Linked DNA regions of Mus musculus: all the other regions are linked to region 3. A link is a contact called in public promoter capture Hi-C data. All regions are on one chromosome and are shown on one strand. Each heading gives the region's core, a stretch centred on a gene start, on an enhancer-like site or on the middle of the called end of the contact. The rest is flanking DNA. Distances are from core to core; before and after follow the strand shown.

Region 1 (3,283 bases), core at 101-2,600, 980 kb after region 3:
GTCCAGTAAACATAAGACAGCAGAGACCCTCTCTTTTCTTCTTCTTGTTCTTCTCTATTGCTCCCTCAAGTCTTCCTGTTGTAAAGATGTCTTTTAGCTGGATGACTAGGAAGATGAAAAAGTAGCTACAACAAGCTGGTGTGTGCTGAGACAATGTTCAGGATATAAACAAGTGCAGGCATCAGAAACAAAGTCAGGACAGGAAACCAGCTGATGAGAACAGCAGCTGATGCCTGGAAGAAAGTTAAAACAAAACAAAACAAAACAAAAAAACCCGACAGAAACAATTAAAAAGTTTTTTTTTTAAAGAAAGAAATGTGGCCAATTTGATTTTATGTCCCAAGGATACATAGTGATGGTGGGGTAATGTTAAAAACAAAGGCAAGCCAGGTGTGGTGACACATGCCTTGAATCCCAGCACTCAGGAGGCAGAGGCAAGCAGCGGTCTAAGAGCTCCAGGCCAACTAAGGCTACACAGTGAGACACTGTCTCAAAACAACACAAACTAAACAAAACCAGCAAAGCCACCTTGCAAACAGCACAGTGGTGCATGTGGTATGGGAAGGCTCCCTTGCCTACTGAGCTGGAGGCCACCCCTTAGAACAGACACTGGAAGTTGCCCAGTCATCTCCACTGGGGCACACCCACCCAGGGTGCGAAGGTCTCTAAGAGATTCCATCTCCTTCCAATGGCTTCTTTCTACTTAAGGCCATGGCATCACGGAGGAAGGGAGACTATTTAAATGTCCAGTCCCCATTCCTAACCCACGAGCTCTGCAGGCTCACAGCAGCTTCTGCTACACCAACTGAAGTACCCTGGTCATTAGGCTGGAACCTCAAAGAGAAGCGGCTGGTGGTAAGGTGGGAGAGAGGTGGTAGTCAGGAGGGCTGGGATGCACCAGCTAGAAAGCGAATGGAGTGCACAACTGAAGCTATCTGGATAGAACCACCCTCCACCCACCTGTCCTTCCTTACAGCTAGCCGAGAACATCCCAGCCTCGTTTTAGTCCGACTGAGAGGAAGGCTGAGCTCCTTCTCTGCGTGCTCATTATTCCCAGCGTTTTCCCAGACACGCAGCCGGATTCCCGCAGCACCCCTCGTCCCTGCCATGGCCTCCACAGTAACAACGACCTCTTACATCCCTCTCCCCGACGTCCCTGGTGTCCCTCACCGCAGATTCGGTCCCCACAACCCCCGCATCCCCGGGCGCGCGGCCGGCGAACACCAGGTGAATGCGCGCGTCGTGTGGATCATTGGCACACCCTAACGCGCCACCCCGCCTCCGAGCATCACGGATTGGTTGTACGCGGGCTGGCCGCGGCCGATTGGCTCGGGCACCGCGACCATCGGTCCCGTTTCACGCTGGGTAGCACCGCAGCGTGGATGCTGCTCGGTCCCGCGGCGTCCAGAGGAGCGTGAGCAGCCGGGAGGGGCGGGCGGGGGAGCGCCTCAAGGAGCCGCTCCCGCCGCCCACCCCGACCGCGGCCTGAGCAGCCCGGGAGTAGTGGCCGAATCCCGTAGTCCCCGCAGCGGACAAAGGACCATGCGGTGCTGCAGGCGCTAAGCGCAGCAGGGTGGGCCGGGGGATGTGGGGCGGGGCAGGCGGGGCCGGGGGGCCGCAGCGACGCCCCTGATTGTGGCGCCGCGATGCCGTGGTTCCCGGTGAAGAAGGTCCGCAAGCAGATGAAGCTGCTGCTGCTGTTGCTGCTGCTCACCTGCGCCGCGTGGCTCACGTATGTGCACCGGAGCCTGGTGCGCCCGGGCCGCGCGCTACGCCAGCGGCTGGGCTACGGGCGAGGTACGCGATGGCGCGTAGCGAGAGGGCCCGGACCTCCCAAGGCCTGGGGGTCTGACTGCCCAGAGCCCCTGCTGTCCTGCTCCTCCCAGCTCAGCTATATTGGGGGAGGGGTCGCGGTTCTGTTCGGCGGGACGCCCAGTGACGTCAGCAGTAACGCCAGGGACCCTCGGGGCTCATCCCTACCTTTTCCGACCCTGGAATCTGGCTTAGATCCGGTGGTGATGGAGTTAACGGTGGGCCCTTGGGGGAACCGGTGCCCTCAGCTAAGAGGCTTGTCAGGCCATTGCCTACTTAGCAGGGCCTCGGTTTCCTCATCTTCTGGAAGGTGGGGAGGTAAGGGTGGTGTTGAGGGATCCAGCTGCCTAGAGTGGCCAGAGCAGCTGGAAACCCTGGGTACACCTGTGAGTGAACTGAGATGTCTGTGTGCTAGGGACCAATGCTAACTTGAGTAAATGCTTGCTGTAGTTTGCACGTTTAAGAGTGGTCAGAGGATGTACAAAGCAACTTAGGCCTGTGGGTAAGAATCCGGGGAGAACCTCTGGAGTTGGTGGCCATTGGACCCACACCTTGGGGGAAAACTCTCCAGAGCAGGGTGAACATCAATGACAGCTAGGTAGAGAAAGACCAGGGAATGAGCCTGGAGAAGCCTAACCAAGCCACGTAGAGCTCAGCCCCATCTTTGTGAGGGAAGCTGGTGAGCTGAGGAGGGGAGCAAGTATCTCTCCTCTCAAAGTCTCAGAGCAGTGACACTGGCTCACTATGTTCTGGTCCAGTCCACCTGATGGATCCAGAACTCCCTTTTCAGCCCTGCACCTGTCTCCTGCCTGCAGAGGCCCTCTGCCTCTTCTTATGCCTGGACAACTGTTTCCAGACATCTTCCAGCAGATCCTGGGCCAAGGATCTGAGACAGATCCCAGCCCTCAAGAAAGTCTATGGGTCATCCCAAACCATGTACCTTATTAGCTGTGACGTCTTCAAGATATCCTGCCACAGCTCTATCCCGAAGAGATAAGTCTGGACTCAGAGCTGACCCAGTACCCAATAAAGCCAGCTCCCACCAGCTGCCCTTGTGGGTTCAGCTGACTTCCTGAGCAATTTGTTTCTGTCTGAGACCAACCAGGAAGGAATGAAGACAGGGAACCCCACTGTTGAAGATTGATCACGAGGGCAGCTGGCTCTGACTCCTCCTAGGTGGGTAGGATCTATTCTGGATCCTGGAAGATCAGTCCTGCCCAATGGCACTGCTAGAAGCAGCCTGGGCGGCACAGATGGGGCCCCAGCCACACACTCTCTTCTCTGGGCTGAAGGCCATCTCCTGTCTGGCCACCTGGGACCCACCAGGCACCACAAGGCATGTGAGAAATTGGGTAGCTGCAAGCGCCTGAGACTTTCCTGACAGTGTCGTCAGTCTTCAGAGCTGGCAACGTTCAGCGGGTGTCCAGCAGCCTGTGCGTATAGATACCTCCAAGTGAGGGTGGGGCAGATA
Region 2 (3,623 bases), core at 476-2,975, 890 kb after region 3:
GCCTGGGGGGGTGGGACTGGAGGGGTGTCAATCAGTCAAGACAACTCCTGGAGAGTTCTGCCAGCTGCTTTGCCTCCTGCTGCCTCTCCCTTCTCTGGCCTGGCCTGGCCACTCTGCTGTCCTCCATAGCACGATTCGTTACCCAAAGGCTTTCAGTGGCTTCTTCTAGACATCTGCTGTTCTCCTTTGCAGCTTTTATGTAGGTATGACTTCCCAGAAGGTGATATTAAATTTTACTCTGGTCATCTCTGTCCTCTGAAATGCCAACTGTGAGTGAAATTAAGCGCTAATGGCTTGGAAAAGTTTAAGCCAGATGGCTGCAAACCCCAGGAGCTTCAGATCTAGAAGTAGACAAAGCAAATTCCCTGACAAGGTTTTGGGTTTGTTGTTGTTTTGTTGTTTTAAAGATTTACTTATTATATGTAAGTACACTGTAGCTGTCTTCAGACACACCAGAAGAGGGCATCAGATCTCATTACAGATGTTTGTAAGCCACCATGTGGTTGCTGGGATTTGAACTCAGGGCCTTCGGAAGAGCAGTCAGTGCTCTTACCCTCTGAGCCATCTCGCCAGCCCCCCAGGCGAGGTTTTTATTAGGGGCTTTTTCTACAGAAGAAAAAGGGAAGAGGCGGGGAGTTTTGGGAGGATGAAGGAGAGGCACAGCTCTGAGGCTTCCTGGTTTTTAAGTACGTTAAGGGGGCAAAGGGATGGCATGGAGCACACAGTGAGGACTTCAGACCATGGGTCAGTCTTGATAATGCCAGTATATTCATATGCTGTGATGGCTAATGTTGCTTAGCAACTTGACTTCATCTAAAATCAACTGTAACACAAGCATCTGGGCACACCTGGGCACACCTGAGAGAGTAGGGCGCTTTTTTGTTTTTGCTTTGCTTTGCTTTTTTGTTTTTCCTGGTTGGATTATTTGAGGTCAGAAAAGCCACCCTAAATGTGGGCCACACCTTCTGGTGGCACCCCACATAAAAGGTCATGGAAGAAGGATGGTTTTGCCTGCTTACCCTCTTGCTGCTCAGTTTCTCTCTCCTGTTCCAGAGATATTAGAACCTACTTCCTCAGGGTCCCAACGGACCTCTGTAGAATCTCCCTGGGACTCTAGCACCACATTGACACAGCTGACTTTAGTCTTGTGGACAACGCCTGGATCCTAGGCCTTTCCATCAGGAGACAGTCATTTTAGGGCTCCTCGACCACACCTGTAAGTTATTCTAATAAATCCCCTTCTTAGGACACACAGCAGTTCGGGGGGGTCAGGATTTGGGGTAGAGTTATCTCTGGGGAATTTCTGTTTTATAGACCTTTGTTTTTCTCTCAGCTTCAGCTTCTAGAATGAGTCTCTTACTAAGGCAAAAGCAAATAAACTAAAAATGTAGAATCCTGAGCTCTCGGCCCTGTCTGTACAGAGGGTGGATGTTAGAGTCTATGACAAGTTGTGTGCTCCTGTTCTCAGTCACAACAAAGGGAGCTAAAGAATGTGCAAAACATCATCCCTCCTCAAAGCAAACTCGGAGCGACCGCGTTGTTCCCTTCTGCTTACTGTAACCTATGCACTGGGGAACACTGCAGTCACCTCTCCTTCCCAGTGGAGGGGGTGAGCTGCCTCACAGCTTCAAACCCCAGCCTCTGGGGATTAGGACAGCTTGAAAAGGGGTGGGAGTGGCTCTCCCTGCCCACACCCTAATGGTAACTTGAAACCACTATTTGCCCTTAACTCCGCAGCCCCTAAAAAGCACACCAAATTGTAAACATAAGGAAGTAGGTTTCTGAGAAACAGACCCCACTGGAGGAAAAAGGCCGGCCCACTGCGCAGCAGGCTCCGGACTGCCCAGTTTGAAAAGCCTTCTCATTCCTTCCTTATTCTCACTCTGCAGCTTCAAAAGCCGAGAGATGCCTAAGGAGCAGCAAGAGGTGGTTGTACTGGGGTCACCCCACATCTCAACTTCTGCGACAGCCACCACAATCAACATGCCTGAGATCTCCACGCCTGACCATGTGGTCTGGTCCCTGTTCAATACACTCTTCATGAACTTCTGCTGCCTGGGCTTCGTAGCCTATGCCTACTCCGTGAAGGTATTGTATGGGCCTCAACCTTGACTTACCCAGGTGGTACCTGGGTTGTGTGTGTGTGTGTGTATGTGTATGTTTGTGTGTATGTGTGGAGGGAATCCCAGGAGGTGCCTGGGGATCCGTGGGTCAAGGTATCTCCATCATAGCCTAAAGTTTGAAGGAAGTCTCCTTACTTCCTGATTCTTGGAATGCCCCCCCCTTTTAAAAAAGATTTATTTATTTATTATAAGTACACTGTAACTGTCTTCAGACACACCAGAAGAAGGCATCAGATCTCATAGATAGTTGTGAGCCACCATGTGGTTGCTGAGATTTGAACTTGAAAGAAAGAAAGCTAAATTCAAGACTTCAAAGCCCTAGCCAGAAAGTTTATTCAAGGTCCTTGACTCTTGCGGCTTGCTAGTTAGGAGGGCTTTTTGGGCTTAGAGCAAAGAACAAAGGCTGTAAAGTCATCCTAGGTACCAACTAGCCATTGAGACAAGAAAGGCACGCAAGGACAATCTCCAGGACAAGCTCTGATGAGTAATGGGCCACCTGCTGATATGGTTTGGGCTTAGCCAGATGTCCTGCCGACCAAGATAAACACCCTCCCTTTAGAGTTACTATCACATACAGCTCTCTGATGTTTAAATTGCCCATTTGTGTGTAACTGTGCCAATCCTCCCCCTACCCCCACTCCTTTCCTATATAAACCCCTAACTTTAGAGCCTCGAGACCGACATCCCTTATCTCCTGTGTGAGAGGACCTCTTGGAAGAGCAGTCAGTGCTCTTAACCGCTGAACCCTCTCTCCAGCCCCCTGGAAGGTTCCTTAACCCTGAAGATTAACACTCCTGGCTGGATGGAAAGTTCACTAGGAACTAACAGGAAACAGTAGAGTAAGAGGCTAGTGCTGGGTGTTTCTGGGTAGTCGTGAGTGTGGTAAAGTGGAAGAAGGTCCCTGGCCTAAAGATTAAGAGGAGCACAGTGGGCTAGGAAGGTGATGGGGAGCTGAGTCAGTACTTGTCTTTCCATTGGCCAGCTCCAGTGCCACTGACCATCTGGTCTCTTCCAGTCTAGGGACAGGAAGATGGTGGGTGATACGACTGGGGCCCAGGCCTTCGCCTCCACCGCCAAGTGCCTGAACATCAGCTCCCTGTTCTTCACCATCCTCACGGCCATCGTCGTCATCGTTGTCTGTGCCATTAGATGATGTGAGATGTCTTGCAACATCTCACAGTAGATAACAGATTCTGGGGCCTCCCAGGCTTGCTATGTGTTTCCTTGTCTATCGCTGCCCCAAACCCTAGACTTAGTCCTGACCATTTGCCCCATACATATGCAAATGTGACACTCACAAATCTGTCCATGGTGGACTCAATAAAGTGCACGTGCTGTGACTTTCTGCCCCTGGACTAGTCCTGTGTTGAGTTCGTCCTGCATCTTCCCAGTCTGAGGGCAGGTTTCTGGCCACTTGAACTGGGCAGTAATTAACCAGAGTTCTTTGTGTGAGGGGTGGGGGTGGGGGACCGGGTATGAGCTTTGCCTCCTTCTGGCTTC
Region 3 (3,278 bases), core at 248-2,747:
ATCCCAAGAGTGGACAACTCTCACCTTCTCTCAGCACACCAGAAGATTCCATCTAGGATTTTGGGGTTCCCGCTGGGAAGATGATAGGGGTCATAAAGGTTTAGAATTGGGAAGACTTCCTAACATCATCCACGGGTCCTCCCCTCTATCCCACTCTGTCATTTGGTCTCCCGAGAGTTTGTTTTTCATTTTCAGCGCTCTCCGGGGGTGGTGGGGCGGGTATCTCTGATCACGGTCTATGCACCAACAAGACGCTGACGGACAAATATTGGAGGATGCGAATTTTTATTTGAAAACCCATAAAAGCTGGGTTAGAGGTCACAGACTCACGTTCACACGGACCCTTTCATGCTGCGTCACACAGAAGTGCACATTGGTGGGGGCTCGTGCTCTCCTCTTACGACGCTGCCGCAGTGCCCACCCTGGTCTGCTTGCACCCAAGCCTTTTAGGTCATAGATGTTTGCCTCCAGTTTGAACGGCTGTTGTTCTGTGGGGCCCAAGCAAAGAGGGACAGAGAGGAGGGGCACAGCTGCTTGTGGCTCCCGACACTCACCAGCCACCTGTGGCCCAGCATCTAGAGCCAAGCCCCGCGGCAGGTGGTTTGAGACAAATGGCTATCATACCTCCTACCATCCTTTAACCTTCACTCAGCGACCCCCATCAGGCCCTAACGCTCAATGTTCTGGGCAACACCCCTTCTGCTAATCCCTTTCTCTCCATCGAGCTGTTTCCTTTTTTAACACCCAGCACCCAGCAGTCAGACCCGAACAGGAGCTGACGGTTTTGCCCCTGGGCCACCTTGGAGATGCACAGCTCCCACTGGCTCTCCCAGACCTGCAGAGGTGGAGCCAGCCCACAAGGAGGGGGTCTGCAGTCACCATGAACTGGGCGAGATGAGGTCCAGCTGTCCCGCCGCCCCTGCTACCCTACTATGCCCAGGATAAGGATTTGCAGCTTCATATGGGGTTTGTGCAGGCTGAGCAGCCATAATTCTTCCTAATGTCCAGGCTGCCACTGGCCTGTAGGGGTTTCTCGACATACCTTGAGGTCTAGGGACCTTTCCATCCACCTCAAGCCAGCAGAGCTGCTGCCCCCAACTGTCCCGAGAGGTCTAATGACCACCCTCCACCGGAGCCAGCGGGGCCAACCTGACTTCTAGTGGAGACCACAGGAAGGAGATGGCTGTGCTCCACCGCTCTGGCAGACATCGGATCAGTCAAATCACTCCCACATAGACTCTCAACCCCTACACCCATATCTTTGCACGTACATCCCACAGACGCACAGTCACACACTCTTGCACCCGCCCCCTTCCTCGCACCTCTCACATCCCTGCACCCTTGCACACCCACGCACACATGCTGGCCCCCTCGTCCCCATTCCAAAAGGAGAAACGTGGAAATGGCTCACAGGCAGTTGCTGCAGGACGCAGTCGCGGGAGGACAGGGATGCAGTGTAGATGCGGAGGATGCAGTTCCAGGCGCTTCACCACCAGGCGGGGCGGGCTAGGGGCTGAAGCCTGAGAGCGAGGCTGTGGTTGCCATGGAGATGCAGGCTGGAGGAGGGACCACTGTGGCTCAGGTGGCCTCACACCCCCTCCCACGGCAGATCTCTGCACTGTCTCTTATCACACTCACACACCTGACACAAGCACTTCACACACCCACGAAATACATTTCACATACTTGATACACACTTCACCCTCCCATACGCACATATTGCTTGCTTTCTTTCTTTCTTTCTTCCTTCCTTCCTTTCTTTCTTTCTTCCTTCCTTCCTTCCTTCCTTCCTTCCTTTCTTTCTTTCTTTCTTTCTTTCTTTTTTTTTGTTGTTGATTTTTGTTTATTTGTTTGTTTTTTGTTTTTCAAGACAGGGTTTCTCTGTGTAGCCCTGGCTGTCCTGGAACTCATTCTGTAGACCAGGCCTCAAACTCAGAAATCCACCGCCTCTGCCTCCCAAGTGCTGGGATTAAAGACGTGCGCCACCACTGCCCGGCTACATATTGCTAAGACACACTTCATACACAATTTACACCCCTGACACACACAGCATGCAAAGGCATACATCACACCAGTTCTCACATCTCATGTCACTTCACTGCAGGGGGGCAACCAGGAGACCAGAGGAGCCCTGGCTGCTCCTCCAGCTGGGATTCCAGGGGTTAAGGGAGAGCCTGTTCCTTCCCCTGAGATCTCACAATAGAAGCTGGGGTCAGGACAGCTGTGGTTGGCCTCTGACCTAGAGGGCGCTCCTCTAGACGCCTTTCCATGTCTGAATTTCTGGGCTGGAAGCTTTCCTAGGACTGGCCTTGTCTTGCTTGGTCACTGGTGCCTGAATAATGGTAATATGCAGAAGGCACTGGACAGATGTTTAGTTGATAGTATGCCTCGCTTCACACAGGGCATCTCTAGTGGCCGTGCTTCTCCTGGTCTTCCGCTCGAGGCAGCAGTACTCTCTGTTCACAGTTCTGTCTTGCTGTTGACTGGAATCCGCCTTAAAAAAGATTTATTTATTTATTTTATGTATATGAGTACACTGTAGCTGTACTGATGGTTGTGAGCCATCATGTGGTTGCTGGGAATTTGAATTCAGGACCTCTGCTCACTCTGGTGGAGCCCACTCAATCCAGCCTAAAGATTTATTTATTATTATACAAAAGTAAACTGTAGCTGTCTTCAGACACACCAGAAGAGGGCATCAGATCTTATTACGGATGGTTGTGAGTCACCATGTATTTGAACTCAGGACCTTCAGAAGAACAGTCAAGTGCTCTTAACCGCTGAGCCATCTCTCCAGCCCTGACTGGAACCCTCTTGCTGTCGTGAATCACGGCTTGTCCGCAGACAGGTATCTGAATTGTTCTCCTTTGTGTCTGTTGCATGACATGTAACAACATTCCTGACCAAGTCTTCGTTAGACACATGCTTCTATTGCTCTTGGGTAGATGCTGGAAAGTGCAACTGTGGTGAGCTGTCAACATGGGTGCTGGGAACTGAACTCTGGACCAATCCAAGAGCATCAAGTGTCCTTAATAATGTTGCCACTTCTCCAGGCCCAACATTTAACTTTTAAAGAAAATGCTAAACTGTTTTACCCAAAGTGGCTGTACTATTTTTGTTCCCATTATTGGTTCTCCATATTCATCAATATTTGCTATTGTCTCATTATCGACATTGGCATCATCCTGCCAGTCTGTAATAACAAACTGCCACAGACTAAAATTAGTCTTACTATTCTGGAGGCCAAAGCTCTGAGATCAAGGTGCTGGTGAAGGTCC

What was found. Promoter capture Hi-C pulls out the DNA fragments that hold promoters and counts their contacts.
Region 1: a contact with region 3 is called in a promoter capture Hi-C map of embryonic stem cells, with 7 times the contacts expected there. The contact joins the promoter of B4galnt4 here to the promoter of Caly in region 3. A contact is called at or near these places in 10 of 39 promoter capture datasets (3T3-L1-derived adipocytes, cranial neural crest, embryonic stem cells and 6 more), 12 of 484 Hi-C or Micro-C datasets (Th2 cells, cerebellum, cerebral cortex and 9 more) and 10 of 115 datasets of contacts at active chromatin or transcription factors (embryonic basal ganglia, embryonic forebrain, embryonic hindbrain and 6 more).
Region 2: a promoter capture Hi-C map of embryonic stem cells shows a contact between it and region 3, with 4 times the contacts expected there. The contact joins the promoter of Ifitm1 here to the promoter of Caly in region 3. A contact is called at or near these places in 8 of 39 promoter capture datasets (cranial neural crest, embryonic stem cells, epiblast stem cells and 5 more), 10 of 115 datasets of contacts at active chromatin or transcription factors (bone marrow-derived macrophages, embryonic hindbrain, embryonic midbrain and 4 more) and 1 of 9 other capture datasets (embryonic stem cells).

The regions. Positions count from the first base shown.
Region 1 is chr7:141,059,628-141,062,910 of GRCm38.p6, forward strand. B4galnt4 (beta-1,4-N-acetyl-galactosaminyl transferase 4) reads left to right here and starts at 1,351. Exons shown (of 20, transcript NM_177897.4): 1 at 1,351-1,797. The coding sequence starts at 1,647. It overlaps Gm39114 (a long non-coding RNA gene), which reads right to left and starts at 1,412. Exons shown (of 2, transcript XR_881000.2): 1 at 1,171-1,412.
Region 2 is chr7:140,966,351-140,969,973 of GRCm38.p6, forward strand. It overlaps Ifitm1 (interferon induced transmembrane protein 1), which reads left to right and starts at 1,726. Exons shown (of 2, transcript NM_001112715.1): 1 at 1,726-2,088; 2 at 3,139-3,477. The coding sequence starts at 1,906. The coding sequence ends at 3,276.
Region 3 is chr7:140,081,051-140,084,328 of GRCm38.p6, forward strand. It overlaps Caly (calcyon neuron-specific vesicular protein), which reads right to left and starts at 1,498. Exons shown (of 5, transcript NM_001190385.1): 1 at 1,412-1,498.